Linked DNA regions of Mus musculus: region 1 is linked to region 2. The links are chromatin contacts, called in public promoter capture Hi-C maps. All regions are on one chromosome and are shown on one strand. The core of a region is the stretch at or near the end of the contact, and the rest is flanking DNA. Distances in the headings are between cores, read along the strand shown. Region 1 holds the start of Inpp5f (inositol polyphosphate-5-phosphatase F). Region 2 holds the start of Rabep2 (rabaptin, RAB GTPase binding effector protein 2).

Evidence for each region. Promoter capture Hi-C pulls out the DNA fragments that hold promoters and counts their contacts.
Region 1: a promoter capture Hi-C map of liver shows a contact between it and region 2, with 3 times the contacts expected there. The contact joins the promoter of Inpp5f here to the promoter of Rabep2 in region 2. A contact is called at or near these places in 2 of 39 promoter capture datasets (liver and pre-B cells).

Annotation. Positions count from the first base shown.
Region 1 is chr7:128,606,320-128,613,030 of GRCm38.p6, forward strand. It overlaps Inpp5f (inositol polyphosphate-5-phosphatase F), which reads left to right and starts at 5,046. Exons shown (of 20, transcript NM_178641.5): 1 at 5,046-5,372. The coding sequence starts at 5,276.
Region 2 is chr7:126,426,369-126,433,066 of GRCm38.p6, forward strand. Rabep2 (rabaptin, RAB GTPase binding effector protein 2) reads left to right here and starts at 2,399. Exons shown (of 13, transcript NM_030566.2): 1 at 2,399-2,788; 2 at 3,208-3,417. The coding sequence starts at 2,764.

The DNA.
Region 1 (6,711 bases), core at 3,796-6,295, 2.2 Mb after region 2:
ATTATCAAGGACATTTTTCCATTTAACCATCTCATTGGGCCTATCTGGCTCTGTACAATGACGTTCAGCCGCAGTATGGCCATGAACATCAATATTTAAAAAATTGAGTGTAAAGAGTGCCATAGACACCGACACTCTTGGTGCTCGGGGTACAGTCTCCTCAAAAGTTCCCCTCTTCTGTTTTATAAGATAGGCTTTGAGGGTGCGATGCGCACGCTCAACAATACCCTGTCCTTGAGGGTTGTATGGAAGTCCAGTCAGGTGGGTCACGTCCATCTGACGGCAGAACTGCTGGAATTTTTGAGACGTATAAGCTGGTCCATTATCAGTCTTAAGGAGTCTGGGTTTCCCCCAAGCACTCCATGCCTCAAGGCAATGTTGAATCACATGTGAGGCTTTTTCTCCGGTTAACGGAGAGGCAAACATGATGCCAGAACATGTGTCAATGGACACATGGAGATATTGAAGTTTTCCAAAGGAAGAAACATGTGTAACATCCATTTGCCAGACCTGTAGAGGTCGAATACCGCGTGGGTTAATTCCCACATGAGGAACTGGCAAGAACTCACAGCAGCTTTGACATTGAGTAACAATGTCACGGGCTTCTTTTCTTGTCAAGGAGAAACGACTGCGTAATGTTTCAGCCGTCACATGAAAATTGTTATGAAAATTTCTTGCAGCCTCTACCGGGGATGATAGGGCAGCAGCCACCACTTTAGTGGCCTTATCTGCCAAATCATTTCCCAGAGCCATGGGGCCAGGTAGGCCTGAGTGGGCTCTAACATGAGTAATATAAACAGGAGATCTTCTAGATAACAAAACTAATTGTATCTGCTGAAAAATATTGGCAACTCTACTGGAAGGCTTAATCACTCCAGCCACTTCTAAAAGATTTACTGCATTAACCACATAATAGGAATCTGACACAATATTAAGGGGTTTTAAAAAGGTTTTTAAAACTTCTAAGACCACTAAACATTCTACCACTTGAGGTGAATTTTCATTATACTGTTTGGATACCACTTTACCATTAGCCACATAGGCACCTATGCCAGTTTTTGATCCATCAGTATATACCACAATCCCATTTTTAAGTGGGTTTCTTACTGTTATTTGTGGAAACACAACAGATTGATTTTGGGCAAACTGTAAGATTGGATGCTTTGGATAATGGTTATCTATTTTTCCTGAAAAGGAGGTAACTAAAACTGCCCAATCATTAGATGTGGCTGCCAAGGTTTGAACCTGTGCAGCAGTATAAGGTACAATTAAAAGATATGGACTTTGCCCAAAGTGGGTGATTGCTGCTTTTAGGCCTTTAAGGGCAAGCTGTGCAATTGCATCAGGATACCAATCTATTATTTTAGCTGGGGATACGTTTGGATGGATCCACAACAATGGCCCATTCTGCCACAAAACTGCAGTTGGCAATTGTGCTGTCTTAAAGACACACAAACTGAAAGGTTGCGAATCCTCAATACGTTGTAATTGTGCATTCTGTAAGGCCTTTTCCACTTTTTGTAAGGCCTGGTTAGCAGCTAGAGTAAGAGTCCTAGGGGAGGAGATATGAGGATCTCCTTCTAAAATACCAAACAAAGGCCTTAACTCAGCGGAAGGAATCTTTAAAAAAGGTCTGAGCCAATTAATATCTCCCAACAGCTTTTGAAAATCATTTAAGGTATGGAGGTGATCTCTTCTTATCTCTACCTTTTGGGGCACAATCTTATCTGGGGACACCACAGAGCCCAAGAATTGTCCTGTATCAGAAATTTGGACCTTTTCTGTGGCTATCTGTAAACCCCACTGACTTAAAGTTTTAAGTAGAAAAGGATATGCCTTTTGTAGCATGGTAAGGTCTTTATGGCACAGGAGGATGTCATCCATGTAAAGGAGCAAAATTAAAGAGGGGAATTGTTCCCTCACTGGCAAAAGAGCTTTTTGCACATAAAGCTGGCACATTGTAGGACTATTGGACATCCCCTGTGGTAAGACCTTCCATTGATACCTCTTATCAGGTTTAGCAGAATAAGCTCTCTGACCCGTTAACAAGTCAAAAGTCCAATCTCTCTGCTCTGGAGTTAAAGCAGCAGCGTTTGCTCGGTCCTGCGCTTGTGCAGCTTCGTGCCAAAGCGCTTTCCATTCCATGTATTTGCCCATACTAGGGAGAGCGGCTTTTACAACCGTTTGCCAGTCAGCAGGAGTTAGTGCCATGCCAGCGAGCCTGTCTAACTGCACCAAGGTAAAATTAGCATTGGTTCCGTATTTACGAACCGACTCAGCAATTTCTTTAATCTGCACATATTCTACCGGAGCGTGGACACGCCCACCCTCGGCTCCTTCAAAGACTGGAAATGCCTGTTCTATTTTCCTTTGTTCCTCTCGGGGAATGAATGAGTCTGCGCACTGCCTCTCTGCGCACTGCCTCTCTGCGCATTGCTGACGCACTACGCAGGGCGGGGACTCCGCATAGGGCGGGAGTGCACCTGGTAGCCGATTGCCCTGAGGCCAATTAGCAAACTGGCCTTCGCCAGCCGCTTTTGGCTTTTTCCTTAAATGACTAGTTAGCACTTTACTTGGCGGCTGGTATCCTTTTCTTTCATAATGAGCCGCTTTTTTCTCCCAGTCTGTTTCTTCAGAGCACAGGCTCCTTCTCCTAGAGACCTCCGCTAATTGATCTTTCTTCTTTTCCCTTTTTCCTCTTTTTCTTCTAATCTCTCTCCAGGTATTCTTACCTGACCTAAACTTTTCCTCGGGTTCAAGACCCTTGGAAAGGCCTGTATACTTATTTTGTGTACCATATTTCCTCTTTGTTCCTATTCTCTCTCCCCGCTTTACTTCTGATAGCTTGTCCTGAATTTCCTCTAGAATTTTCAGCCCTATCTTAATCACTTGATAACATGTGAAAAGGAACAAAAGGGCTCCTAACATTAGAAAAAATTCAAGGCCAAACATTTTCCACTTTACTTCTGATAGACTGTCTTGAATTTCGTTAGAAAGTTCAAGGCCAGGCTTACCTCGTGAAGCTGTACTCACTGGTACTCTCGTTCCCCAGCTGAAAAGTTCTGAATTCATACAGTTGAATCCTTCTTAACAGTCTGCTTTACGGGAACCTTTATCACCGTCGTTCCCCAGCTGATGAGTTCTGAATTCGGCAGTTGAATCCTTCTCAACAGTCTGTTTTATGGGAACCTTTATAAACGTGATCCGCAGTTCTGGTTCCGGAATGAGGGATCCTCCTTGCGCCAGTCCCGAGTTTTTTTCTCGTCCCGGAATTCGGCACCAATTGTTATTAGACGCGTTCTCACGACCGGCCAGGAAGAACACCACAGACCAGAATCTTCTGCGGCAAAGCTTTATTCTTACATCTTCAGGAACAGAGTGCAAGAAGCAAGAGAGCAAGAAGCAAGAGAGAGAGAAAAGCAAGAGAGCGAAAGAGCAAGAGAGAGAGAAAAGCAAGAGAGAGAGAAAAGCAAGAGAGAGAAGCAAGAGAGAGAAGCAAGAGAGCGAAGCAAGAGAGAGAGAGAAAACGAAACCCCGTCCCTCTTAAGGAGCATTCTCCTTCGCCTCGGACGTGTCACTCCCTGATTGGCTGCAGCCCATCGGCCGAGTTGACGTCACGGGGAAGGCAGAGCACAAGTAGTCATAAGATACCCTTGGCACATGCGCAGATTATTTGTTTACCACTTAGAACACAGCTGTCAGCGCCATCTTGTAACGGCGAATGTGGGCGCGGCTCCCAACACAGCAGCACCACCACCAGCAGCACCACCACCAGCAGCAGCAGCACCACCATTTACTTTATATTTATGAACCTGTGCACTACACCCATACAGGAACAGAGGTCAGAAGAGGTGTCTCATCACAGTTGGTTGTGAGCTGCCCTGGAGGTGCTGGGAACTGAACCGGAGGTCCTCTGCAAAAGTAGCAAAGTACTCTTGAGCCACCCAGCTCCGGTGGTTAGGCCTCTTTTTTTTTTTTTTTTTTTTAAAGATTGCTTTAAAGGAAGACAGGAACATACAGAATTGGGAGTCTAAGAGTGTAGTAAAGGTCACGAATTCAATCAGTAGAGACTAAAATTGTCCCAAGATCACACAGAACAAGACAGACCCAAAGTCTGGAGACTGGGAGATAGGTCTAGAACTGGAAGCTTTTTCTCCTAAATCTTTCTGGTTCAGATTGACACCTGGCCATTTTACCATCTCTGAGTGACGTCCCTTTTACTGACTTCCTGTAGGCCGGCTTCTCAGACTTTGCTGTACCTTCTCCTCACTAGCCCAGCTAACTCTAAGTGTGTATTCTGTGGAGACACATCTCCACTAATGTGCATTTACTAAATGATTATTGGTGTCCAGGTTCTAATAGGAAATGCCAAAACAGAGCGGCCTCTGCTCAGCCGAGTGCTAACTTGGGGTAGAACCCTGGAGACAACCATGGCTGTACTTCTGGGCTTGGTTTGGTCTTTGCTCAGACTAGGGGTAAATGTACTCCGAGGAGGAAGGAATGTCAGGTGGATTCGGGGACTTGACCAGACTTTTCTAGGAGCTAATGGAAGGAATGAAGGACTGGCTTGCACATCAGGGAAAGATCAAGAAATGGCTGCATAAAGGGCGTCGAGCCAGTATAACCAGACTTAGGCTCAGGGCCTGCCTGAGGTCGCAGCTGGTAAGGCCGGCGAGTGGGAGAGGCAGAGGAGTAGAGGCTATAGACAGAGAGGGAGGAACTGAAAGAGGTGCGGCGAGAGCTGAAAGGAGAAAGAGGATTGAGACACAGGCTGGGAGAGGGCTGAGCCAGAAACTCGTGGGCGGGACCAGGGCGGGGCCTAGGAGGGCTTTCGGAGAACTACAGAGGGAGGCGGAGTCGGAAGGTCGGAGGAGGAGCCTGAGCAAGGGCGGAGCCTAAGGGAGAGGGGAGGAACTATAGGAGGGAAAGTTGCACGCTGAGGGGAGGAACCTGGGAGGAGGCGGAGTCTAGAGGGAGCCAGGATGAACTGTAGGAGGTGGAGTCTCAGGATAGGGGGCGGAGCCTAGGTACAGGAGTTGTGGGGGGAGGGGGAAAAGGCCTCCCGGGCCTCGGCCGCCCAAGCGTGTTCTTGGCCCGCGGGTCAGGCCCCCGAGTGCTTCCCCACTCTGTTCTTCCGTGGGCTGGGTCCTCGGAGTCTCCTTGAGGCACGGACTCTGGTGGTCTCGGTGGAGGAGGACTCCAGCATCGCTCCAGGGCGGGCCGCTGCCGTGCCTGGGCCGGGGGACCGCCGCCTCCCGGAGCGCGTGGGGCCGGCATGGAGCTCTTTCAGGCTAAGGACCACTACATCCTGCAGCAGGGCGAGCGTGCCCTGTGGTGCAGCCGGCGCGACGGCGGCCTGCAGCTCCGACCGGGTGAGGCGCGCGGCGCGGGCTGGGTGGGGCGCGCGGGCCAGCTGGAGCGCGGGGGGCGCGGCCCGGCCCCTCCGGCCCCGGGATCGCGAGGCTGGGCGGGACGCTTGGGGATGTCAGCGCTAGTCCTGAGGGGAGCGGCCGCCGCTTCGGGGAGTCCTCCTGCCTCAGGGAGGCGGGGAAGGCCGGTCACCCCCTTTAGTGCACCTCTTCCAGTATCTGGGGCCTGGGGTGCGGGGATAGGGTCCCTTATGAACCCCTCGTAGGCCTCCACCTGCAGCGTCTTCTCACGGTCCAGCGTGGGAAGTTCTGGGTTCCAGTCCCATCAGTTCAGTGGAACCTAATGCGGGACACTCCTTCTTGACATCCTTGAGTTGTTCCCGGTCACTTATTAAAGAGTGACTTCAGGACGGTTACCTCACAGGACTTGATCGAAAACTAGTGTATGAATTGCCATTTTCAAGAAGAAGTCGTGTTGGATGTCTGTCACACACAGTTAGGAGAGGTCAAAGTCTCCAGCCATCAGTTTGCTTTAGAAAACTTTGTTTGCAGTTAGTTGGCTTAAATAGTAGCTCCTGTTCTCAGACAGCTGCGGTCAGTTATCGCTCGGAGGAGTTTGGGCAGCTTCTACTTAGTTCTCCAGTGCTTTTTTCCTTCATTGGTCAACACTTTTTTACTTTAGGAAAAGTGAGACTGGAACTCTTGAACGAGCCACGGCATTGGACGTTTTCCTGCGTTCTTTGAGTACATCCAGTAGAATAACTTCAAGGGAGCTTTTTAGGTCATCCTGTTACCTCTTATGGGATGGCTTCTGAGGACAGGTCCTTTCGTGTCTTAGTGCCAATCCCCACAGCAGCCTGAAAGAGTAGGGTCAGGATCTTCTTTCTCAGGTGAGGAGAGAAGTGTGAGATCCCAGAAAGTGGAGCGGTTTGGTGACACTTTTCATCAGTGTCCATTGTGTCCTTACGGAGACCTGCAAAGTTACTCTGCTAGAGCGGTGAAGAACAACTTTTTTTCTTCTTCAGAAATATGGCTCTGGTTGTATTTTCTTGCCGCTGTATTTTATTTCCTCTTTTCAGAATGGAGGCACTACGGTGGCCACAGTAAGACTTTTGGTGACCTTGGAATAGATGATGGGCCACTTTATTCTAATCTGACCACTTTTCCTAGCCTGTCACCCTGCAAGGTGTAAAGCAGGGGGGAATTTAGCTGTAAAAGTCCCGCGGGCCAAATTCCTGGCAGCTGGAATGCATAAATGGAGGGAGCTTGGAGTCCTTCTCAGCTCATCAGACAGGACTTTTCATCTCCGCAGGTCAGTTTTCTCAAGCAGAAAGTTTAGCCG
Region 2 (6,698 bases), core at 1,149-3,648:
ATAGAACCAATTCAACTCTGCTCTCTTCCCTGGGCTGTTCTGGTGAGAGTTAGGCATATCATATCTCTGACTCATTCTGTCAAATCTTTCTCTGATTCACCACTTACCTCTCAATTAGATGTCACTTCCAAACATGGCTGCTCCCTTCTTCAAACTTTCTCTGCATTGTTAGGGATTAAAGGTGTATACTAAGGGTATATCTGTATTCCAGCCTGAGGGATTAAAGGTGTGTCATTCCAGTCAGATCACACAGACCTAGGTGTAGCATGATTTATGTGCCTGACCCTTTAAAGGACTCTCTGCCCTTCAGTGTCAGTTGCCTCTTAGAATTCTGGGAACAAGAGAGGTCATAGAAATCCAGCAGGGCTGAGAGCTTGGAGTAGGGTTCAGGAATAGGATTCAGAGATAGTAGAGAGAAGCTTCCAGTAGGCAGACAAATAGGGTCAGAGAGCTAAGTGAGAAGATAGCTGGTGACAGCTGAGACAGGAGAAGCAGAGCTGAACAGAGAAGATATTGTTGTTGTTTTTGTTTTTTGTTTTGTTTTTTTTCCGAGACAGGGTTTCTCTGTATAGCTCTGGCTGTCCTGGAACTCACTCTGTAGACCAGGCTGGCCTCGAACTCAGAAATCCGCCTGCCTCTGCCTCCCGAGTGCTGGGATTAAAGGCATGCGCCACCATGCCCGGCTGAGAAGATATTGTAAGGAGCCAGGAGAAGAGTGTATGAAGAAACCACTAAAAGTCGCTGAATATACAGAAAAAAAAATAGAATAAAACTTACACCTAGATCTTTGGATGTGATTCCTTGCCAGAGCAGCCAGGTTGCTGGATTAAAATTCCTCTACAAGGCTAGCCTGTAACCAAGAGGAAATCTGCTTTGCTGTGGGTGCTGAAGCTGTAAACGATGTCATCGGGCTCCCACAGCAAATACTTTTACCCACAATGTAGTCCCTCAATGGCATCCCGCAAAAGATGTCAAAGCGGCAGTCAACCCCAGCCACAATAAAATGCCCTCGCAGAAGCTATCAAAAATGCCAGCTCCTGTCAAAATGGTGGCAGGGAGGAGGCCTTCTCAGCCTGCAGCCATCACAGGAGCTGTCCACTCGGATGCATTTCCTTACCCCCGCCCCCACCTCAGCAGGAGCTGTCCACGGTGGTAACGCCTTTCCTGCCTCGGCCTACACTCTTGGTGAATTACTACAGCAGGAGCTCTCCAGCCTCGCCAGCGGCCCTACAGAGGTGGTGCCTCAGTAAAAGCCGGCTGTGGCCAGGAAGGACTTCCTACCTTAACCCATAGCCTAGATGCAGGAAAAAAGGAAGGCGGGGGGGGGGGGGGGGGGAGTCAACAATCCTTAAGCAGGGAAACCCACCAATCTCTGGGCTTCCCGCAAAACCCCACCAATCCCTGAGCTCCCCAAAGTCAGGACTTGAAATCCCACCAATCCTTAATCTGGAACTCTCTGCCCTGAAAAGCTCCACCCCTAAGAAATCCTATCTAAGCTCTGCCCTCTATTTAATTCCGTGCTGTCTGCTCCTGGGAACAGAGGGCAGCCACCCCTGGATTTGTTCTTCACACCCAGGACCCTCCAATAAATCTCTTTCATGAGATTTTTCAAGGCAGGATCATATCAGCATCCAAGCAGACATTATGCAGAAGGAGCTGAGAGTTCAACATTTTGTTCTGAAGACAGAAGACTGGCTCCCAGGCAGCCGGGGGTGGGGGTCGGGAGGGAGTCTTAAAACCCACACCCACAGTGACATACTTTCTCCAAGAAGGCCATACCCACTCCAACAAAACCACACCTCCAAATAGTGCCACTCCCTGGGCCAAGCATTTTCAAACCACCACAGGCTGTCTGGGGATAATCTGTAGTGGGCTCCCTCTAACACTAAAAGCCCACCAGTAGGCACATAGGAGGAGGAGATAAGGGTTATCTTGCTAGTTCAGGCGTGATGGGTACTACGATTGGGTGTTAGTGCTGGAGAAATGAGGAAGGCATCCTGGTATAAGTACACTGGTGTGCATTCCAAGGAGACCACAAAGAATCAAGGACTTCCAGGTTCAAAGTCTTTTATAGAAAACCGGTTTGGAGGCAGGGGGACCCAGGCTCTGTACTTGTTTGAATTGCTGTGACTCTCCAAAGCGAGAGGTCATACATAATGAGAGATTGACCCAGACCCAGGCTGAAAGATTTACAGCCCTGGGAGTGGAGAAAGAGATTTGCAGGAAGCCATATGAAAATGGGATTGGAGACACGTAGATTTCGCACCTCTGCCACTGACTGCGCCAAGCTTCAGAACGCCAACCCAGCCCTGGCCCGCGGGGCGGAGATGCTGGGCGGGCCGGGCACACTTCGCAGTAACGCGAGTCGGGTTACGGCGGAAGGGCGGCCGGGCGGAGGGAAGGAGGAGGCCGCGCGCAGCGTCCTCTAGGACTAAGACCAGGCGTTCCAGGAGGTGGCCTCGAGTGGAGCCTCAGCAGATCCTCAGCACCAGAGAAGACTACCGCAGACCCGAAGCCCTCGGAGCTTCCAGGGAGCGCGGGAGCGCGGGGGCGGTCCCACGAGGCTGCAAGAAAGGCGGGATCCAGGCCGCGCGTCCACTCGAGTGCAGTCGGCGTCTCTTGACCATCCCGCCCTCCCACCCCCCGCGGCCCCTGCAGAGCCGATCCGGAAACAGCCGAGCGGATCCGGAAACAGCCGAGCGGACCCGGAAGCGGGAGTGCCATCACCAGTGAGTGCGGGAATCCGCCGTTTGGGCTGAGACGATGGCAGCTGCGCCAGCAACCCTAGGTGAGAATCGGGGGCACCGGCGGCCAGGAATCGGTGCGGGAGTTGCGCCGCTGCGCACGTGGGGAGCAGGGGGCTGGGGGCGGAGCCGAATGCGACTGCTGGCGGCAGCCGGCCAGCGCGGAGGCTCGGGAAGGGGGCGGGGCACAGCGCCCACCGGGGTGGGCGTGGCCTACACGGTGGGTGTGTCTGTGGGTGGGGCAGGTAAGGGGGCGAGGCGGGGCCACTGGAAGGGATTGGACGGTCGAGCCAAGTTAGTTGGGACTCCGGGAGGGGCAGGACCAGGGGAATGGGATGAGGTCCTTGTAGATGGAGAGTAGGACTGGGTTACTGGACTGCTGGGTGGCCTGAGGTGTTAGGAGATCGGCAAGCCGTGGGAATAAATCTTGGTCACTGTCCCCCCCACTCCCCGCTCCCCACAGCGCTGGATCCCCAGCCCCAAGAGAAGCAAAAGGATGCATCCGAGTCAAGTGAGCTCAGTCGGCTTCGTGCCGAACTGGCCGGTGCCCTGGCAGAAATGGAAACCATGAAGGCTGTAGCTGAGGTGAGCGAGAGCACCAAGGCGGAGGCAGTGGCTGCAGTGCAGAGACAGTGCCAAGAGGAGGTGGCCTCCCTGCAGGCCATCCTGAAAGGTGAGGCACCCGCTCCCAACACAACCCACCCGACAGCCTGTCTGCCTGCGCCCCTCTAGCAGGGAATGCAGGGCGAGGAGGGCTTCAGATGAGCTTCAGGTAGCTCAACAGAGAAAAGACTGTGTCCCAGAACCTGAGTGCCCCTTTCTATTTTGCAGAGAAACACCACAAGTGTTGTCAGCAACTCTTGTCAGTCACAGCTAAGTGTAGCAATCATCTTTACCCATGATACCCATGGGTATCATTTCTTGTTCTTGCTGACATAAGATCAGCCCAGAATACGAGCCAGAAACTTCGCATTTCTCTGAACCACCCTCATTTTCCTCTGGGCCTCGAGGCTCGAAACTCAGCCTGTTGTCTCTGAGCTTAGTCCTATGATTTCCCTTCCTTCCCAGGTATCCCTACAGCACCCTACACAAATACATGCATCTCCTTCCTTCTCCCCCTCTGTCTCATGGCCTCTGTGGATTGGGAGACACCAGCTTTCTTGGTCCCAGGTCCTCTGCCTTTTCCTGTTCTCCTCTGGGCAGAGGTTAGAGTGTCCTCAAGGATGTCAGACCTGCCCCTACTCTGTTTCCTGGCAGTAGTATTACTATGGCATGCTCTATTGGACTGCTGCTCCAGCCCCTCAGATCTCCCTCTATGGTCTGCCCTTGACCTTGGATTCCATAGTAAAGGGCCTGAAATTCCCTTCCCATCCTACCAGGCCTGGGAGTTTTATCTGTAATCCCAGCTCTGAAGGTTGGAGATTGGCATATCCCCAATAGCTTGCTGGCCAGCCAAGACAGAGCGCTCCAAAGTCAATAAGATACCTTATTGGGTCCAGGACAGCCAGGGCTATACAGAGAAACCCTGTCTCAAAAAAAAAAAAAAAAAAAAAAAAAAAAAAAAAAAGATACCTTATTGGAAAAAATAAGTTGGAGCAAGTAAGGAAGACACCTGATACTGACTCTGGCTTATGTGAGTGTGCACACACAAGAGAAAAAGGAATAGCCTAAGTTGTAACAGTGACTGCTCTCTATTGAACACTTACCATATGCCAGAGACAGAGCTAAATACTCTATAAAGTAAGCTTTTTTCCTTTTCTTTTCTTTTCTTTTGAGGCAAGGCTTAGGCAGCCTCATACTCTGTATGCAAACAACAACTTCTTCTCCTTCTTGAGTTCAGGGTCTCTCTCTCTCTCTCTCTCTCTCTCTCTCTCTCTCTGTGTGTGTGTGTGTGTGTGTATGTGTGTGTGTGTGTGTGTGTGTGTGTGTGTGTGTGTGTGTGTTGAGATGTAGGAGTGTCATACCATGACATGGTACACATGTTGGGCAGGAGGACAACTTTGCAGATTCATTTCTCTCTTCCCACCTTTCTGTGGGTTACAGAGATTGAACTCAGTCATCAGGCTTTCATGACAAGCACCGTTAACCACTGAACCATCTTGATGGCCTTAAACTCCTGAATGTCCACCTCCCAGGATTAAGGCATGTACTACCACGCTGGGTTTTATCCAATACTGGGAATCTAACCCAGGGCTCTGTGTATGCTTGGGAAACACTCTACCAACTGAACTACATCCCCAACCCTGTTTTATTTTTTGTTTGTTTGTTTTTACTGGCAGGATCTCCCCCCCCCCTTCCCTCTTGCTCTGGCCCCCTGCTCTGTAGGTTTTTTATTTGTTTCTCATTACCGATGGTTGTGAGCCACTATGCGGTTGCTGGGATTTGAACTCATGACCTCCGAAAGAGCAGTCAATGCTTTTAACCTCTGAGCCATCTCACTAGCACTACTGGCAGGATCTTACCACTGTAACTAAAGCTAGCTAGAATTCATTTTATTGTCCAGTATGGCCTTGAACTCAAAGGTAAACCACCTGCTTCAGCCTCCCAGGTACTAGGGTTTGGAGTAGGAGCTACCATCCTTGGCTGTATATAATCTTTATAACAAGGTCTTTGAGAAAGGAGTCATTAGCTGACTGTTTACAGAAAAAGCACAGAAACACAGACAGGCTAACTTTCACAGAGTGATATAGACACATAGCAGCAGATTTGAACCCAGGAAGTCTGGCAACTTCTATATCTAATGTTAGTATATGTTAAGTTAGTGGGCTGGGACCAGTGAGATAGCTCTGTGGGCAAAGCCTGATGACTTTACAACCCCAGAACCCACAAGGTGGAAGGAGAAATCCTCCTCTCATGCTGGTCTCTGACCTCTACCCTTACAGCAGAAACAGAACCAAGCCCTGAAAATTATCCTCTAACCTCCACATGTGTGACCTGGCACAAGATCACACACCTACACAAATAAAATTAAATGTGTGTGTGTGTGTGTGTGTGTGTGTGTGTGTGTGTGTGTGTGTGTGTGATTTTTGTTGTTGTTGTTGTGATGTTTTGTTTTTTCAAGACAGGGATTCTCTGTGTAGTAGACCAGGCTAGCCTGGAATTCAGAGATCTGCCTGCCTCTTCCTCCAGAGTGCTAGGAGTAAAGGCCTGCACCAACACTCTCGGGCAGAAATAAAATAACTCTAAAAGTTTCATATAGTTTGTGTATGTGTGTGTGTGTGTGTGTGTGACCCTGACAGAGGACAACTTGTGGGAGTTCCTTTTGCTGAGTGGGTCCTGGAGATGGAACTCAGATTATTGGTCTTGGCAGCAAGCACCTTTATCTACTGGACTATTTTCCTAGCCCATAAATAAATCCAAAATAAGTAAATGAGCTGGGCAAGGTGCTGCACTCCTTAGTCTCAGTACTTGGGGGATATCTGTGACTTCCAGACCAGCCTGGTCTATATAGTAAATTCCAGGCCAGCCAGGGCTACATAGTTAAACCCTTTCTAAAAAAACCAACCAAGCAAGCAAAAAATACCTCAAATATTGGCCAGGCATGCTGTTGCATATCTATAATCCCAGCACTTAGGAGTCAGAACCTGAAAGATCTCAAGTTTCAGGCCTGCTTTGAAAAAAGACAAAACAAACGAATAAGTAGCTGAGAAAATACAAAAGGTTAACGTGTACTTAACATCACTGCCATCTGCCGCTAATCTGTGGCTTAATTTCCAGACCTCTGAGTATGACGCCTTGAGAGCCATGTATGTCACCTTTTTTGCCTTTCCCTTCACCCTTTGCACACCATTATACTTGGGCTCTTCTGGTGTGCCAGCATGCCCAGACACATCAGCCCATGCTGGTCCTGTAGCTCTGTTGTCCCTTCTTCTTCTCTACCAGCACCCTGTCCTGTCCAGGCCCAGGGGACACCCCCACTCCATCCCCTGGGATCCACAGCTTAGGAATGGACCT